2 separate regions of the Mus musculus genome follow, and region 1 is linked to region 2. The links are chromatin contacts, called in public Hi-C maps. All regions are on one chromosome and are shown on one strand. Each heading gives the region's core, a stretch centred on a gene start, on an enhancer-like site or on the middle of the called end of the contact. The rest is flanking DNA. Distances are from core to core; before and after follow the strand shown.

Evidence for each region. A called contact is a pair of places that touch in the nucleus more often than the background predicts.
Region 1: a Hi-C map of the G1E-ER4 cell line shows a contact between it and region 2, with 6 times the contacts expected there. The contact joins two enhancer-like sites. A contact is called at or near these places in 1 of 15 datasets of contacts at CTCF or cohesin (the NIH/3T3 cell line), 1 of 484 Hi-C or Micro-C datasets (the G1E-ER4 cell line), 1 of 115 datasets of contacts at active chromatin or transcription factors (memory CD8 T cells) and 2 of 9 other capture datasets (adipose tissue and pancreatic islet).

What each region holds. Positions count from the first base shown.
Region 1 is chr8:82,026,382-82,030,807 of GRCm38.p6, forward strand. All of the region lies in intron 17 of Inpp4b (inositol polyphosphate-4-phosphatase, type II), which reads left to right. Among named protein-coding and RNA genes, the nearest start is that of Gm25267, 120 kb to the right of the region's middle. Within about 2 kb of position 1,855, at least 36 of the 459 cell types and tissues checked have an H3K27ac peak or open chromatin away from gene starts, as enhancers often do. A contact at or near this core is called in the G1E-ER4 cell line, where this site is marked.
Region 2 is chr8:81,771,734-81,775,916 of GRCm38.p6, forward strand. All of the region lies in intron 7 of Inpp4b (inositol polyphosphate-4-phosphatase, type II), which reads left to right. Among named protein-coding and RNA genes, the nearest start is that of Gm25267, 380 kb to the right of the region's middle. Within about 2 kb of position 2,473, at least 49 of the 459 cell types and tissues checked have an H3K27ac peak or open chromatin away from gene starts, as enhancers often do. A contact at or near this core is called in the G1E-ER4 cell line, where this site is marked.

The DNA.
Region 1 (4,426 bases), core at 605-3,104, 250 kb after region 2:
CTCTGTCATTGTCACAAGGAAGCCCACCATAGAGTAATGGATTTAGTCAGCCTGGGACTAGATATTTCAAAGCTTTTAGGCAACATAGATAGAACTTTGCTCTTTTCTAGGTCATTGTATTTTGACTAATACAGTCGGTAATGTAAGGAAGCCAAATCAGTATTTATTAGGGTAAGATAAATGCAAATTGAGTTTTCAATTCCTGGACCACAGTTAGGAAATGAATCATAAAGGCAAGAACAGGAAGAGAACACCCTCAGCCTGCAGAAATAACTATGAAGCAGCCAGACCCCAGCACACGCTCCTTTTCCTCAATTGCCTATCGCTGTCAGGATTTAACCTGCTTTTTCTATTTTCCCCTTAGGATATGTCTAGATTAGAGGCCTCAAGAGGGCCGGTGTCTAGGCTTATGATTAACATTGGCCACATGTATTGACTCACACAAAGAAACTCGCTGTACCTTGTGCTGAGGCATGCTCCCCAGTAATTTACCCTTCCATGCTCATATTGATGACTAGAATACTGTTCACGTGTGCACACCGAAAAGTTGAATTTTCAACACATGCTCACACAGAGGGGCTCAGAAAGAGCTGTAACTTTGCTGTCATAGCATGTGGGTTTTTGAAAGGGACATTCTAAGAGTATAGATCCCCATCCCCATCTCCTGTCCTTAACACTCAACCATGAAGGTGTTTTCATTTTGGTATTAAGTGAGATTTGTGTGTAATATAAAACACATGTTGGATACAGATTGGTTTGTGTTTACCTCAAACCATTGGGCATTTTGTCAGCTTCCTTTGGAGCTACTTCAGCTGTTCCTCTTCATAGAAATTCATGAGAAAATGAACAGAGCTGAGACATCTCTCAGCTCTTTGTAGGGCATTTAGTGGCTATTCGATCTTTTTAGCTTTTCTTCCCCCCCCCATATCTGAAAAGTTGTGATCCCAAAATTAAGACTGTCTACATGCTTTTGTGGAGTTAATTATTTTAAATGAGGAGAGAAAAATCAAATACCTGAGAAGAAAATGGCTCAGCAATTGGCAGGACAGCATTACACCACGCTACAGTTGGTTGCTACATGGCCCTTTTATTTTTCTCCCGAGTAACATAAGAGCCATTGAGCTCAGAGGACACGGACATCCTGTACAGGAAATAGATGGTGTGTGGAGGGGAGGGAGGGCACCCAGCAGTCATCCTTTGAATCCTTTAGCTAGTTTCACTTGAATACATTAGAGAAGGCTGTAAAAGGCTGGGAAGCAGAGATCTGCCTGGATGGCTTCCAGGTTCCATCAGAGCTCAGGAAAAGCTCAGCTAAGCCACATGCATTTTATGTTTTCCTGAGGAAAAATTCTGCTTGTTGGTCTCAGGGTTAAGGAGTCTCAGCAAGTTTTTATGAAGATACTAAAACATTCTCTTCATTTTTTCATCTGCTGCTGAAGGAAGCCCATGAGAGAACTACAATTCAGGGACTGCCAAGGTGATGAGCTATGAGGTACTGATGTGGTGGCAAACCATGATGCAAGCACAGGTGCTCTGCTTCCTAGGCACATCTTACCAATGTGTTTTCCCACGTATACACATGATCATACATGTGTGGTCATACACATGTGTAAAGTGGAAAAAAAACTAAACTCAGGAAAGTACATGTGAGTGCATGCATAGATTTTTACTTTGACCACAATGTAAAAAGAGATGGTTTTGTGTGAAGCACAAAACAGCCACCATGCAAATGGGGGACTATGGAAGGACATGACAGCAATGTGAGAAGAGTGAGCTCTTTTCCCCCAACCAATCATCAGCTTTAATAAGAAAATGGAAGCATAGTTTGCTCCTTGTAAGAACGCCATGAAATGTTCATTGTAGTAGGAAGACCATTTACGATCTGAACTCTGCCTCTCTCTGGCCCTCCATAGCCTAATGTGCTCACGTCAGAACTTGGGATTTGCAGAGTGCACTGGGTGTTAACATGGGAAAGAAACATGTAGTCATTGCAGTTGGCTGGGGCAGTTCCTTTAACTACTGGCAGAGCTGATAGTTTCTCTTTATAAAAGATACATATCTGTTACCTTCCTTGATGCCTTGTGTGTCTCCATAGAAAGCATACTGTCTTCCTCAAGTCATCTTACCATGCTCAAACACTTCCAACTCTTCAATTATAACGGTCTTCTAAATTCTCATTTTTCTTAAATTATAATCAAAAGTATATAATCACTATTTTTTTATAGAATGTGTGGTATTAAATGGAGATGCTGGAATGTTGCTAGTGAGTGAAATGCCTCCTGTTTCTCTTCAGTTTAGAGTACCTTTGTATTTCTATCCCTATTCTAGTAAAACTAGAAATGGTCTCTATCTTTCTCTCTTTTGTTTCCACCTCTGTCCCTCTCTCTTCTACTTTCCTCTATCCCACACTCTCTCATTCTGAAATTTATAAGTGGCCTGTGAAGCTTCCACTTTCAAAAACCTTTAAGAAAAGCAAACAGCTGTATTTCGCTTGAATTGACAAGCTCATTCAAGGACAAAAACCTATACACTTAAGTTAGCTTTTTGTTTTCAAAGTAGAAAGAGCACATCACACCCCTGAGCAAGCTACTACCCCTTTGGCATGGGAGAGTGTGATTCAAGATGCTTAAGCAGTAGATACATGTTCTTTGAGAACTATGCAAATGTAACAAGGAAAATGTTTTATTCATTCTTGAATTAAATGACTGACAACGTAGTTCTACTTCAGCCTGATAAAGCAGCTCCACCTACTGCACAAAAGCTGTATTTCCTGCCTGATAATTCCACAGTGGGACCTCAAACCTACAGAACCAATCACAGGACAGAACATGGTTGTAGTTAACTTTCAACATTGAACTATGAGTAAACTTATCAGAACTGTCTTTTCCTAGTGTTTTAATATGTAAGGGTGTGTGATATCAACACACACACACACACACACACACACACACACACATGCAAATACTTTTTCACATTGAGGATAACAGGTACAGAATGAGAGAGGATGGGGTATACAAATAAGTATGGAAGATATATGGTAACACAGAGCATTGTTTGTTGGCACCTGAAATGTTATTTATTCAAAAATAAGTCATCTTTCCCATTTTCTTATGTAATCAATGGTATAAGAATCATGTCAGTTGAATCACTGTTCATATTTAAGCCTGAAGCATAAGCAGACTCTTTGTCAAATGAAACCAGCTGTAATAAGCTTTCCTTGAATTTCTCCTTTTCTAGTGTTTTCTTTTCCCCCAATACTAACACTTAAGTCTACAATATCTCTTGGAAAGATGAAACATAATGTATTGTTTACATTGTAGCATTTCTCTCTTTATGAAGCTTGAGGTCATTCATTTTCCTATCAACCATTTGAATTAGGTCATTTAGTTTATATTATCACAACAGAAAATAAATAATAGTGAATGCAGCACAGCCCTCATGTGATTTGTTTTTTTATCATTCTTTACTGTTCTTTTAAGGTCTTAACTGATAACTGACGTTGTTGTTCTGAGAATATGATGTTATCACAAACCTACTTGTTAATTACTTTTTAAAAAAATCTTCCATCATTTATGTTGTATTTGTCAATCCACCTTTAATTTATTTAGATTGTAATAGACTGTCACAAAACCCCAAATCTGTATTTAATATTTCTCAACTCTTCGTTCTCTAAGTAAATTAAAATACGGTATAATTTGTTCATAAATCATAGGTCAAATTCATAATTATATAGTTGATAAATGTTAGAAATCTAGACATGTAAGTACCCTAACTGGTTTTGATTTTTCCTATTATTAAAAATAGATTTTTTTCTATAGATATATCCTGATTACAGTTTTCCCTTCCTCTACTCCTCCTAGATCCTTCCCACCTGCCTGACCATTTGCATCCACCCCCTTCCTGTCTCTCATTAGAAAAGAACAGACTTCTAAGAAATGATAACAAACCATAACAAATTAAATATAATAAAACCACAACAACCATCACATTGAAGTTGGGCAAGACAAACCAAAGGAGGAAAAGAGACCAGAGAGAAGGCACAAGAATGAGAGACCTACCCACTCACACACTCAGGAGTCTGATAAAAATAATACGAAAAAGAAAGCTAGAATAAATATGCAGAGGACATGGTGCAGACATTTTGACTGTGAAACTAGACCACTAATCAAGGAGTGTAACTGGAGGGATCCATGACTATATATATATATATATATATGTATATATATATATATATATAGAGAGAGAGAGAGAGAGAGAGAGAAGAGAGCAAAGGATGGCCCTGTCTAACATCAATGGGAGGGGAGGTCCTTGTTCCTGTGGAGGTTTGATGTCCCAGTGTAGGTGGATGCTGAAGTGGTGCAGTAGGAGTGGGAGGAGCACCCTTATAGAGGCAAAGGGAGGGGGAGAGAGTGGATGTGGGATGTGG
Region 2 (4,183 bases), core at 1,223-3,722:
TGGTGAGGGTATTTAGTAGAGAAAAATACATATTGAAGGCATTTGTATGCATCATAGTACCTGGAATGGTCACTTCTCTTAAATTGTGTAATGAATGTCCAACAAAATGAATAGCATATGCACAAATAGAAATAGCCATGGTGGTCTGCTGAAGTTCGTAAGGAAGAGGGTTGTATGTTCAGGCCTCTGGATTTATTTCACTTACCAGCTTTATGAATACAAGAGCCTGTTTTCTGTATGTTTCCCTTGAGGACTTTTTGTAAGAACTAAATGAGTAAATGTGCATAAATTGTTTAGGGTCCAGCATGTTCAGAGACATGAGCATCACTAGTTACTACTACTATAGTCATCACTTTGCTGACTGTCTCACAGCTACTCATAATAAGTAAAAGCCAAATAAAAGTCTCATGGACAAAATCATTTTCTGTGTTTAGTAACTTTCTTTTCTAAAAAAAAAAGTATGTTTTTAAACTGAAATAAAATGTAATATATTCCATATATATTGGGAGAGAGAAAGAGAGAGAAGAAAGGAGAGGAGAGGAAAGGAGAGGAGAGGAGAGGAGAGGAGAGGAGAGGAGAGGAGAGGAGAGGAGAGGAGAGGAGAGGAGAGGAGAGGAGAGGAGGAGGAGAGGGAGAGGAGAGGAGAGGGAGAGGAGAGGGAGAGGAGAGGGAGAGGAGAGGGAGAGGAGAGGAGAGGGAGAGGAGTGGGAAAGGAGAGGGAGAGGAGAGGAGAGGGAGAGGAGAGGGAGAGAGGAGAGAGACAGAGGAGAGAGACAGAGAGGGAGAGAGGACTGAAGTTGGAATAGGAATAGGACTGGGTTATAGCCCCCTCAAAACCCACTCCTATGCCTACCAGCTAGGACACATGCCCAAAATGTTCCAATATCCTCGAGATCAGATAGAATATTCAGATATATAGGCCTGTGCTATATATTTCTCATTGAAACCTTCACACAATATGAACTAACCGACATGTCTTAATCCCCTATAATCCTTGTCATCTGAACTAGGGATGCTTATTCATCCCCCGCAGGTAATCAGTTTGTGTGCTGGCCATCTATGCTTTTTATTAGCTTTAGTTCTGGGAACTAACTATGTGGATTTTTAAAAAGATGTACTTCCTTGATCGGCAGTGTTAACATGTTAAAGTATTGGGTGAGCTGGAAGCTCTTGATGTGGAATAAATTGTTTGGAGCTTGAATGCACTTTGGAGATACAGCTGGCTTCCTCTCCCCAAATGCTATTAATTAAAGCATAACCTGTTCCTTAAAATAGCTGGTAAAATAATCTTGGTGATGGAAGTGTAAATAGACATACGGTTCATTAATATGCTAATAGTCCTCATAGATGCATGTGATCTTACATCTCTCCCCTCGTCAAGTTCTCTTCCGGGTAGGGCGAGGAGGTAAGTGTGTTGAAGTACAGCTTATACTTACTTAACAATCTAAGAGCTTTAGATCCTAATACTTCTGAGCCAAAGGAATGAGGCTGTGAATGTGTGTGTGTTTCAGGAGATTGGTGATTCTATACATATACTTTAAAGTATTTTAAATATCTGACTCCAGCAAGCCTTTAACCATATTAGATCCAGAATAATCAGATCTTCTTCTTGGCAAATGCTAGTTGGCTGAGGCAGTGACCTGGCTGTTGGAATCTTCCTATGGTGTTTATCGTTACTGAGATAACCAGTCAGTGTGATACCTTCCTATTCTATGTTCACGTGCAGACAGACATGCTTTGTGTCAGAGCTCTATAAGAGAAAAGGTGACATTTTATCTGCACCCAATTGACCTATCACGCTGAGGCCTAGCTCTTCTTCTTATAGTCTTCTAACAACTGACTTAAGATTGATTATCTCAGTGGTCTCAGAAGAAATAGGATTCCTCTTTATAACAGATTCGAGAAGTCTAACTGCTCCTACTCCTTCATAATCTCCTGCATGGTGGCACTGCCCTCTGAGACAGATAGACAGATAACACCGGGCTAAGGGGTGAGGGGGAAGACAGGAGGTGTCAAGATCATTACCAAGGCTTCATAACAGTTTGGTTCCCCTTTCATTATGAAAAAAAATACATTTTCAAGATGGGCTGCTCTGATATCCTTTTGCTTGTTAGGGCTGTAACAGCTGAAGCAGAAGCACATGGGCTAAACGATCGGAGGCTTAGTCTGGAAGAGCAGTTGATGTCTTGGCGCTGTCTTCTGGTCATATGCAGCGTGTAAAAATCTCCTGAGACCTGAAATGTAAATAAATGCATCTTACATTTAAATAAATGTTATGTGCAATGTTCGGCCTCGGGGACAAGGAAGGAAGTGTAGTCTTTCATATTTTGTTAAGAACTTCTGTGCAAAGAGAAACTTGTGGCAAAAAATATATCATTATCAAAACTTGTTTCTCTCCTCGTTAGCACTAACTTGAGTTGGAAGGTACTGGGTGAAGTTCCTCCAGCTCTGCTATCTACACAGTCAGCCTATGATTAGGTCAGAGCATTGCTTCTGCCTGTGGTTGAAATGTGAATTTCTGCTCTATTTTGGAGAAGTACACATTGGCCTCCTTGTTTTTGCCCTGAGGATAAATAATCCTTTGCTGTATCTGCAACTGAATTAGTTCATAACACAGAATCTGGTGTGCAGTGGACACCGGACAATCCTAGGTTTAGGCAATATAGCTTTATAACATCATAAAAACAGCCTGTTATTTCTATAGCTTCCCACTAAAGCCGCAGCAACAATGGATGCAAATTTATTGTTTCCTGTGTTCTCTGCTCCAGGTGGATTAGTGTTAACAAAGATTAGTCCCTAGACAGAAATATTCAGTATTCTTTGTTCGTGATTTCTGTGTTGGCTCTTTCAGAACATTCAGTTTAACTAGTTAAGAAACAATATTTTGTTATCAGAGAAAGTCATGATGTGGTAGGAGACAGAAGGCAACTGAGATAATGAACCACTCAAATGCTACCAAGTGCTCTTTGCATGCTTCCTCTTAGTTACACAACAGTCCATTATTGTGTCATCATTGTGCCTACTCTGAAGATGCAGCTGGAATCTGGAGAATTCCAGATGTTTAGAGACCCTTCAGTTCTCCAAGCTCTGCTGTGACATATGCATCCTTGGTAGGCTTTCCTTCACTTTTATGCCCACTGTCTATTTTAATGTCAACAGATGTAATAAGGACACTCTTAACATAGAGCTTAAAACTGCTTAGAAGTTCATTATTTTAAAGAATCAATGTTCAAAGACAAGAGAAATCTACAAACCAAATTGTTAGCATTTAAGACATATATCACTAAATATCTATGTCTTAATGTCTGAACATATTGTATAATGAAGAGTTTAACAAATCATTCATAAAGAAACAAATAGTGGTTAAGACTATTTGTGCATTTCTAAGTTTATGCCTCAAACATTTGCTTTATTCGTTTAACCTTGCTTGCTTGCTTGCTTGCTTGTGTTTTCTGTGGCCTTTCAGCCTGTCCCTTCTCTCAGATCTGACCTTTGGGAAGTCACAGTTTACTGTGAGATACATGGAGATAAGAAATGATGAGTTTATCAGCTACATTTACCCATGTATCTTCTGCCCAAGTTAGGATATGAACCATTCCATTTATTCCAGAAAATTCCCTTGAGTCTTTATGCAGTTGACTGTTATCCTATACAGACTCAGACAACCACTGTCTCATATAACTATTTCATTTATTCTTGAAATTTACAGGATTGAGGTAGTACAGTATGTTTCTTGTAGTGACTAATGACTGTTGCTCAACATAATGTTTAAATTTATTCATTTGCTGTGTAGATCAATTCCCCATCCTTCTTCATTGCTGAATCACTTACTTTTGTGATTTATTTATTCATCTCCTTATTGATAGACATTCAGGTTGCTCCTAGAGTTTGACAATGATGAATGAATGTCGAATATCTGTGTTTTTATCCTCTTGTATATATACCAGGGAGTATAATTGTTAGATCATGGAGCAGATTAATGTTTACTTTTCCTAAAGCAATCAAATCTTGTGTCATACCCCACTCGCTCTTTGATAGCTGATATTACTAGTGCATTCATTAGCAGGATTTCATGATTTGCACTTCATGATCACTAATTAGGCTTCTACATAAAGCACATTATCCTGTGAAGAATGTCACCTTCACATTTATAAGATTCCATAATGAGTGTCCCTTCCCTTTC